Linked DNA regions of Sus scrofa: region 2 is linked to region 1. A link is a contact called in public Hi-C data. All regions are on one chromosome and are shown on one strand. The core of a region is the stretch at or near the end of the contact, and the rest is flanking DNA. Distances in the headings are between cores, read along the strand shown. Region 1 overlaps NKAIN2 (sodium/potassium-transporting ATPase subunit beta-1-interacting protein 2). Region 2 holds the start of NKAIN2 (sodium/potassium-transporting ATPase subunit beta-1-interacting protein 2).

Region 1 (3,057 bases), core at 463-2,962:
CTTATCCTTTACATAGTACCCATCCAGAGCCCATTAAACACTTATTTTTGCATTTAATAACCTATCCACTCCAACACTGGTCTTAGTCCAGACCCTCCTCTCACATCTCGGTCATTTTCCTGGTGTCCTGCCTTTCCCATCCAAGTCTTTCCTTCCTACTGATTGTATTTTTTTTTTTCCTAAAGTGCATTTCTGACTCCATTATTCTATTAACTATCTGCCAATTGACTTGCCATCATGCTATATAGAATCAAGTCCAAACTCCTTACTTTGTTCTAAGTGCTTTTCTGTGATTTCATCCATGTTTCCTTTTCTGGTTGTCTCTGGGCGCCAACCTCTAGCACGGGATGTAATTCGGTCATACTAACCTGGCTGCTCTGCCCTCTACATGGCAGGCTGAGCCATGTCCTGATGCTTTTTCACCTTTTTCCTAGGATCACTATTCTTGGCATTAGCTACCCCACGAATGTGTCTTTCAAAATCAACCTCGAGGGTCCTTTTCTATGAAACCTTTCCTGATTCCTTTTCTATCTCCCAACACTGTACACTCTACAGAGTTTTATACTTATTCGCATTTTTTTTTTTTCCACTGCAAACTGGTTAATTCCTGAGAGGTAAAAGACTGCATGTTATTCAAAATATCTAAAGCTTGGCAATTGTACTTGACACGCTGAGGACTGTTTTTACAAATACTTATAAAGGACGATCGTTTCTTTTTGCACACAGCACCGTGTAAACTATTCACTAAGTATTCCTGATTTTACATCATGTGTGAGTGTGACTGAGGATGAGCCGCCTCTAAATGAATCACTTGATCTGCCTCCTTTCTTGTATGATTGGAAAGTAAAAAAGGTACACATTTCTCTTTGAATATTTTTCTCAAATCCTCCTTTAACAGAGCAGCGGATTCTCCTCTTTGCTCCCACTGTCTTAATATCTATCCTAATCATTGTGAATATTTTTGGAAACCGAGAAATATGTTTCCCAACCCTGATTTTTCCTCACCGTAAATGTAGCTTCATGGGCAAGTACCCAGAGAGCATAGAAGTGCTTTTTTCCAGTGCTCCTACTTCAGAGCCTTAGAGGGCAAGGAAGGAGTGAAACCTTCTACCTGCCACTTAAAATTTTTTTTTTTTTTAAGAAAAGCAGAAAACAATGGAGCCACTTAGAGGCTTATGAGAGGGTACCGCCATCTAAATTCTGGATCGAGCAATAGTGAATGCTGAGGCTCTAGTTCTAGCCACTTGTATCAAATTATAGGAACAAGAAGGAAATAGGAACATTTAGTTTCATAACACATTTCTTGAAATAATCTGAAGGCAGCTTTTATGAGAATTTTAGGAACTATTGCACATTGATTGATAGGATTTGTAGTCCTGGATGAAATTGATTAGTTATCTATATGCTGGACATGTTCATGAGAAGCATTTCAGCCCGATGGTACAAGGGGCTTAGGCCCTGTTCTAATGAAGTGTTAAGATATTATCTGAGAGGAGGCGGTGAAGGTGCTCTGAACTTGAAAGACACAGAATAGAGCTTTAATACTTACAGCTGTCCTCTTCTTCAGTTATACATTTCACAACATAACAGGCGTAGATGAACCCTGCCAGCTGAAACAAAACAAAGATGCTTTAGACATGAGGCAAAGGCAGTGGTCTTGGACCTCACGGGGGGAGTGACTTTTCAAAGGCAGGTGGTCTGTGTGGCTGGATTTAGTGTTCCAAAATGGCTCCTCAGACTGGATCTGGACTCCAGTGTGGCTTCTTGATTCATAGAAGGTCTACTTGCCTTGAAAAATGAGTATACTGCTGTTTTTCATCTGCTCTGCATTTAGGCATCAGATTTTTTAAGTGCCAGGCAATCTACAACAAGTTTTTTCTGGGTCTTGAGAGGGAAAAAAAGTATGGCCATTCACTAATGGATTAACATCTATACCAATAAATTTCTAACTCACGTTTCATTAGCCTGGAGACTTAAGATTCTAAAACTGGATTCCTGTTGACTATCAGAAAAATGTTTTGAGAGGAAAATATTAAGGACACTCCATGGAATGTTGCATGAACACTTTGTCAGTAAGAATAACTCCTGTGTATACCAGAGCAGGAGCCAGCATATACCAAGTATAATTAAAATGACATATTACAGAGGAGCAATGAGGCGGATGCCTGTAAGGAGTGTCACGATGTATTGGGCTGGGATTACAATTACACACCCAAGAGCATCCTTTCTGAAATATACCACAGAGCAGTCCCTGTGGTCAGGGAAGTCTTAGCTCACTGAAATTAGTACCTGTGAATGAGCACAGCAAACTCTTTGATCTCTCTCCACTCAAGTGGTGTAGTTTTGTATTCCTTCATATAAGTATTTAGTTATATAATGAGCACTGGTGGAAGGAAACAAACTAATATAATTTCCTAATATGTGGAAGACTTTTTCTCCTCCCAAACAATCACAGTTTGAGGAAATCCTTAAAGGGAATCCTCAGGATAGTGATGCAAATTATTCACAATGACATTTCAGACAGACATTGATCTAAATATTGACTCTTTACAGTACTATCTGGCATTGGGGAAGGGAACCTTAGGAAAAAGGCTGCAGTCTTCAGTCAGGAAGCAAAGGCACAGGGCAAAATTTGCTGCTGTGATAAGCCTACTGAATTTGTTTTCTATTAGCTGACAGCAAACTTTTTGGAAGATGTGAGTGGAACTTTTTAGGTCAGAGGGTACACTGAGAGGTATGTAATGAGCAGAACTACTTGGAGACAGAGGTCCAGTTAAAAGGAACTTTAGAAAATCTCATTTGAGAAAGCATGTTCTGGCAGATTTTAGTTCTCTTCCAAAAAGAACTGGCATGAGATAAAACACTGGTTTTCCTGGCACAGAAGCGGTGACCCTGCTTGGGAGAGAAATGGATGAGAAATCAGACTTGGGCAACATCTTCTTAATGGGCTTTTCTCTTCAGATCCTGGATAAGAGGAAGTGGGGAGCCCCTGCCCCCCACCCTCAAATGTAGTATCTGAAACTTTTCACATAAAACAGATACCATATCATTGATGCT
Region 2 (3,162 bases), core at 537-3,036, 1.0 Mb after region 1:
AAAACCTTTTTTGCAGAACTTAATTGAATATGTGGTACAGAAATATAAACCGGTTTACATGCCATTGAGAAAATGCTATATTCTCAAAATTATAGTTCCATCTTCTTTTTCTTGCAACCAAATGCATAAGTAATTCACAGATAGAAATATACTTCATCAGATAACTTTCCTTGGAAATAAAAACATCCCTGAGACAATCTGCAACTGAAACCACTGCTTCAGCGAAATATTAAACAAACAACTACCACCACCACTCATGGGTTTCATGACAATTGATAAACAATGAAGGACACTTAAGAAATTCATCTATCAGTTCCAAAGGCAAATTCTTGCTCCTTTGATTAATGATTGGGCTCTCAGAAATTTTGTTCAGTCTGGCAGTCCTTTCAGCCTTTATAAAACAATTGTTGGAAATGTGGGTAGCTCTTCATATTAATTTATACTTTCCAAGGAAAGCTGTTTGACAAGGGGTGTGAGTGAGTACCTCCCACCTCAAATCAACCACTTATAGTGGTATATCTTTCACCTCTAAACTATCCTTCTATTGCCCTTAGGGAATTTAAAGTCAGAGACATGACGTTTTTCATTATTGGCTCCTTGCCTTGTTACAACTGTACAGCATTCCTCCAAAAGTACAAATAATTCTCCATCCCATGGGATCAGACAACAGTATTACTTCAAGAGCAATTATATACATATTGTAAGATATAATATTTTTCCTTAGAATTGTTTATAATAATTGTGATTTAAAAGCTACTGCTTCAGACTACGGCAATGGTGTTGCTGAGTTCATCTAAGTATTTCTCCTCAGTCTACATACTTTTAAAACTCAATGCTGCCTTGATTAGACTGCTTTAAGGGTATCATCTGCCCTACACAGTGGTTTGCTACAGCATTATACTTAGAAGACAACATATGCCTTGAAAAATAATACAAGTCAATGAAGAAATAAAGATACAGCAAAATTAGTATACACAAGAAAAGTCAAAAATTCCACATTTCTCTATTTTAACACCTGTATAGTACATTATATGTAACAATCACGTTGCTGTATTAACAGGAACGCAAAGCATAAAGGAACTACCTTTTGCTTTGCTTAAAGAAATTAAAGACAACAAGTTTAACCCGCACCTGACAAACTGTTTTCAGAGGAAAAGAAATAGGTGGGGGCAGGAAGCCTCACCTCTGCCATACCACACGGTGCGTCTCCCTGAAATCATTTTAAATATAGGCAATATATCTGTCACCTTTCCTTTTCTTTTTTCTTCCATTCTCATCAATGTCAGACCTTTTACTGCACTCCCCTGCCCACTATCTCAAAGGCACGTTACAGAATAAGAGGACCCAAGTGTCACTTACCAGTTGCATGCCACAGATAAAGATAAGCGTGCACCTGCCACTGCAATAACCCATGGTTTCCGAGACCCCTGCCACAGCCAGACTGTCCCACGTCGGCCACCGTCGAGCCCCCACTTTATCCAATCAGATCGCGGGGAAGGACAGGCAAACCTGCCGAGGGCTCGGGGGCTCCGGGCTGCTCCAGCCAGCGTCCTGGGAAGTGACAGGCATTAGGACCTGCTGGCGCGGCGGCGGCAGCTCCAGCCGCGCCCGCCACACATACCTTCACTCGCTCGGTGCACACGCCGCGCCGGGGGCAACGCGGCTCGCGGAGACGCGCCCGGGGCCCGCAGGGGCAGCAGCGGCAGCCTCGCAGCGCCGCCGCGCCCTCGGGCATCTGGCCCCGAAGTTTCGCCCCCGCCGCTCCCAGCGCCGGCTCGCCCCACGCCCCCCAGCGCGGCCGCCGCCCGACGCGCGCTCGCCCGGCGCTCTCCGCGCGCCGGCTCCGGGGGCGGCAGAAGCGCGCGCGGGGCGCTGCCCGCCTCCCTGCGCCGCCCGCGGCTCCTCTGCTCCCTGCGCTGCGGGGCCCGGCGGGCGGGGGCGGGGCGCGGGCCGGGCGGGGGCGTCCGGGCTCGCGGTCCCGGGCGGCGGCGGTGGCGGTGGCGGCGGCTGCTGCAGCCGCTGCGCGTAGTGATGCCGGGTCCGCGCCGCGTCCTGCAGCGGCGCTGCCCCTCCCCTCGCCCAGATGTGTTAATCCTCCTACAACAAATCTTTCAACCTGCTCCCCGCCGCCCCCTCCTAAAGCGTCAACTTCTTCCAGCCCAGTCGGGGCTGCCGCGAGGGGACTGTTGGTGGCAGTGTCTAGGCGGGAAGGAGCGGCGCGGAAGCGGCGGCTGCGGCGTTGGGGGCACTGGGGACCGCGGGGCGAAGAGTCCGGGCAGCATGTCAGTAGCTTGCTGGGCTTGTGTAGGTCCTGCTCCTGCAGCGAAGCCTGGAGCACTAAGAGCCAGAGAGCTGCGTGTGTGCGCGTGTGTCTTTGGGGGAAAAGGGACGAAGAGGAGGGTTAGGGAAGGGGGATGGCTGATTAAATAGGGGTGCAGTCCTAGTTTGCGGACCGGCCGTTAAGCCCGCGTGTCAGAGAAGAGTCGGAGAAGGGATGCCGAGATTGCCAACGCATTGCCTGCCCCCCCGGGCAACCCGACTCCCAAAATCTACAAGGGTCGGAGAGTGGAGTTTCGGAACAGACTCTGTTCTGGAAGAGGGACCGGGTTGCTACTGGAGTTGGTGGGAAAACTGGGAACCAGAGGGAGTAGGGACGCAATAAGTTGCCGGTGGTGCTTCACACTGTTGTTTTCACTCAAGAAATTAAAGGATCAGAGACAATTTCATCACTCAAGTACTTCAGCCTCGGGGATGTCCCAGCTGGGTGTGGATTCCTGGAGGTGGATGCGCCAGCTCCTGGCTTCGGAACGCAGGCGAGAAGCTAAGCCTCGGCTCCCATAACCTGCGGAGATGCACGCTTTGGAGCCCGCTGCTGCCACCTGCGGGTGGAAAGCTGAAGGGCGAAGCAGGCTGGTCCAGGTGGTCCCGGGGCTAGGGTATTGGAATCCAGGGGTCGATGTCTTTTATTGTCCTGAGCATTTCTAACTAACTTTCCCAGAAAGTGAAGGTGTGGTGTAAAGATCCTCTGAGATACTAGGTCGTAAGGTATGACGTGGCAAGGTTGATAAGAGAGGTTTAGGAAACTAAATAGCAAGTATCTTTCCGCATCCCCATAAGCAATTAAGACTGATGAAACCACATCAAGCAAAGAGCTTTCCCTAG

Evidence for each region. A called contact is a pair of places that touch in the nucleus more often than the background predicts.
Region 2: a contact with region 1 is called in a Hi-C map of omental adipose tissue, with 2.1 times the contacts expected there. The contact joins the promoter of NKAIN2 here to the enhancer-like site in region 1. A contact is called at or near these places in 1 of 5 promoter capture datasets (fetal skeletal muscle) and 15 of 47 Hi-C or Micro-C datasets (adipocytes, alveolar macrophages, brain and 11 more).

The regions. Positions count from the first base shown.
Region 1 is chr1:38,035,864-38,038,920 of Sscrofa11.1, forward strand. NKAIN2 (sodium/potassium-transporting ATPase subunit beta-1-interacting protein 2) reads right to left here. Exons shown (of 7, transcript XM_021072801.1): 5 at 1,550-1,610. Among named protein-coding and RNA genes, the nearest start is that of RNF217, 130 kb to the left of the region's middle. Within about 2 kb of position 1,713, at least 2 of the 83 cell types and tissues checked have an H3K27ac peak or open chromatin away from gene starts, as enhancers often do. A contact at or near this core is called in omental adipose tissue, where this site is marked.
Region 2 is chr1:39,038,429-39,041,590 of Sscrofa11.1, forward strand. It overlaps NKAIN2 (sodium/potassium-transporting ATPase subunit beta-1-interacting protein 2), which reads right to left and starts at 1,787. Exons shown (of 7, transcript XM_021072801.1): 1 at 1,360-1,787. The coding sequence starts at 1,413.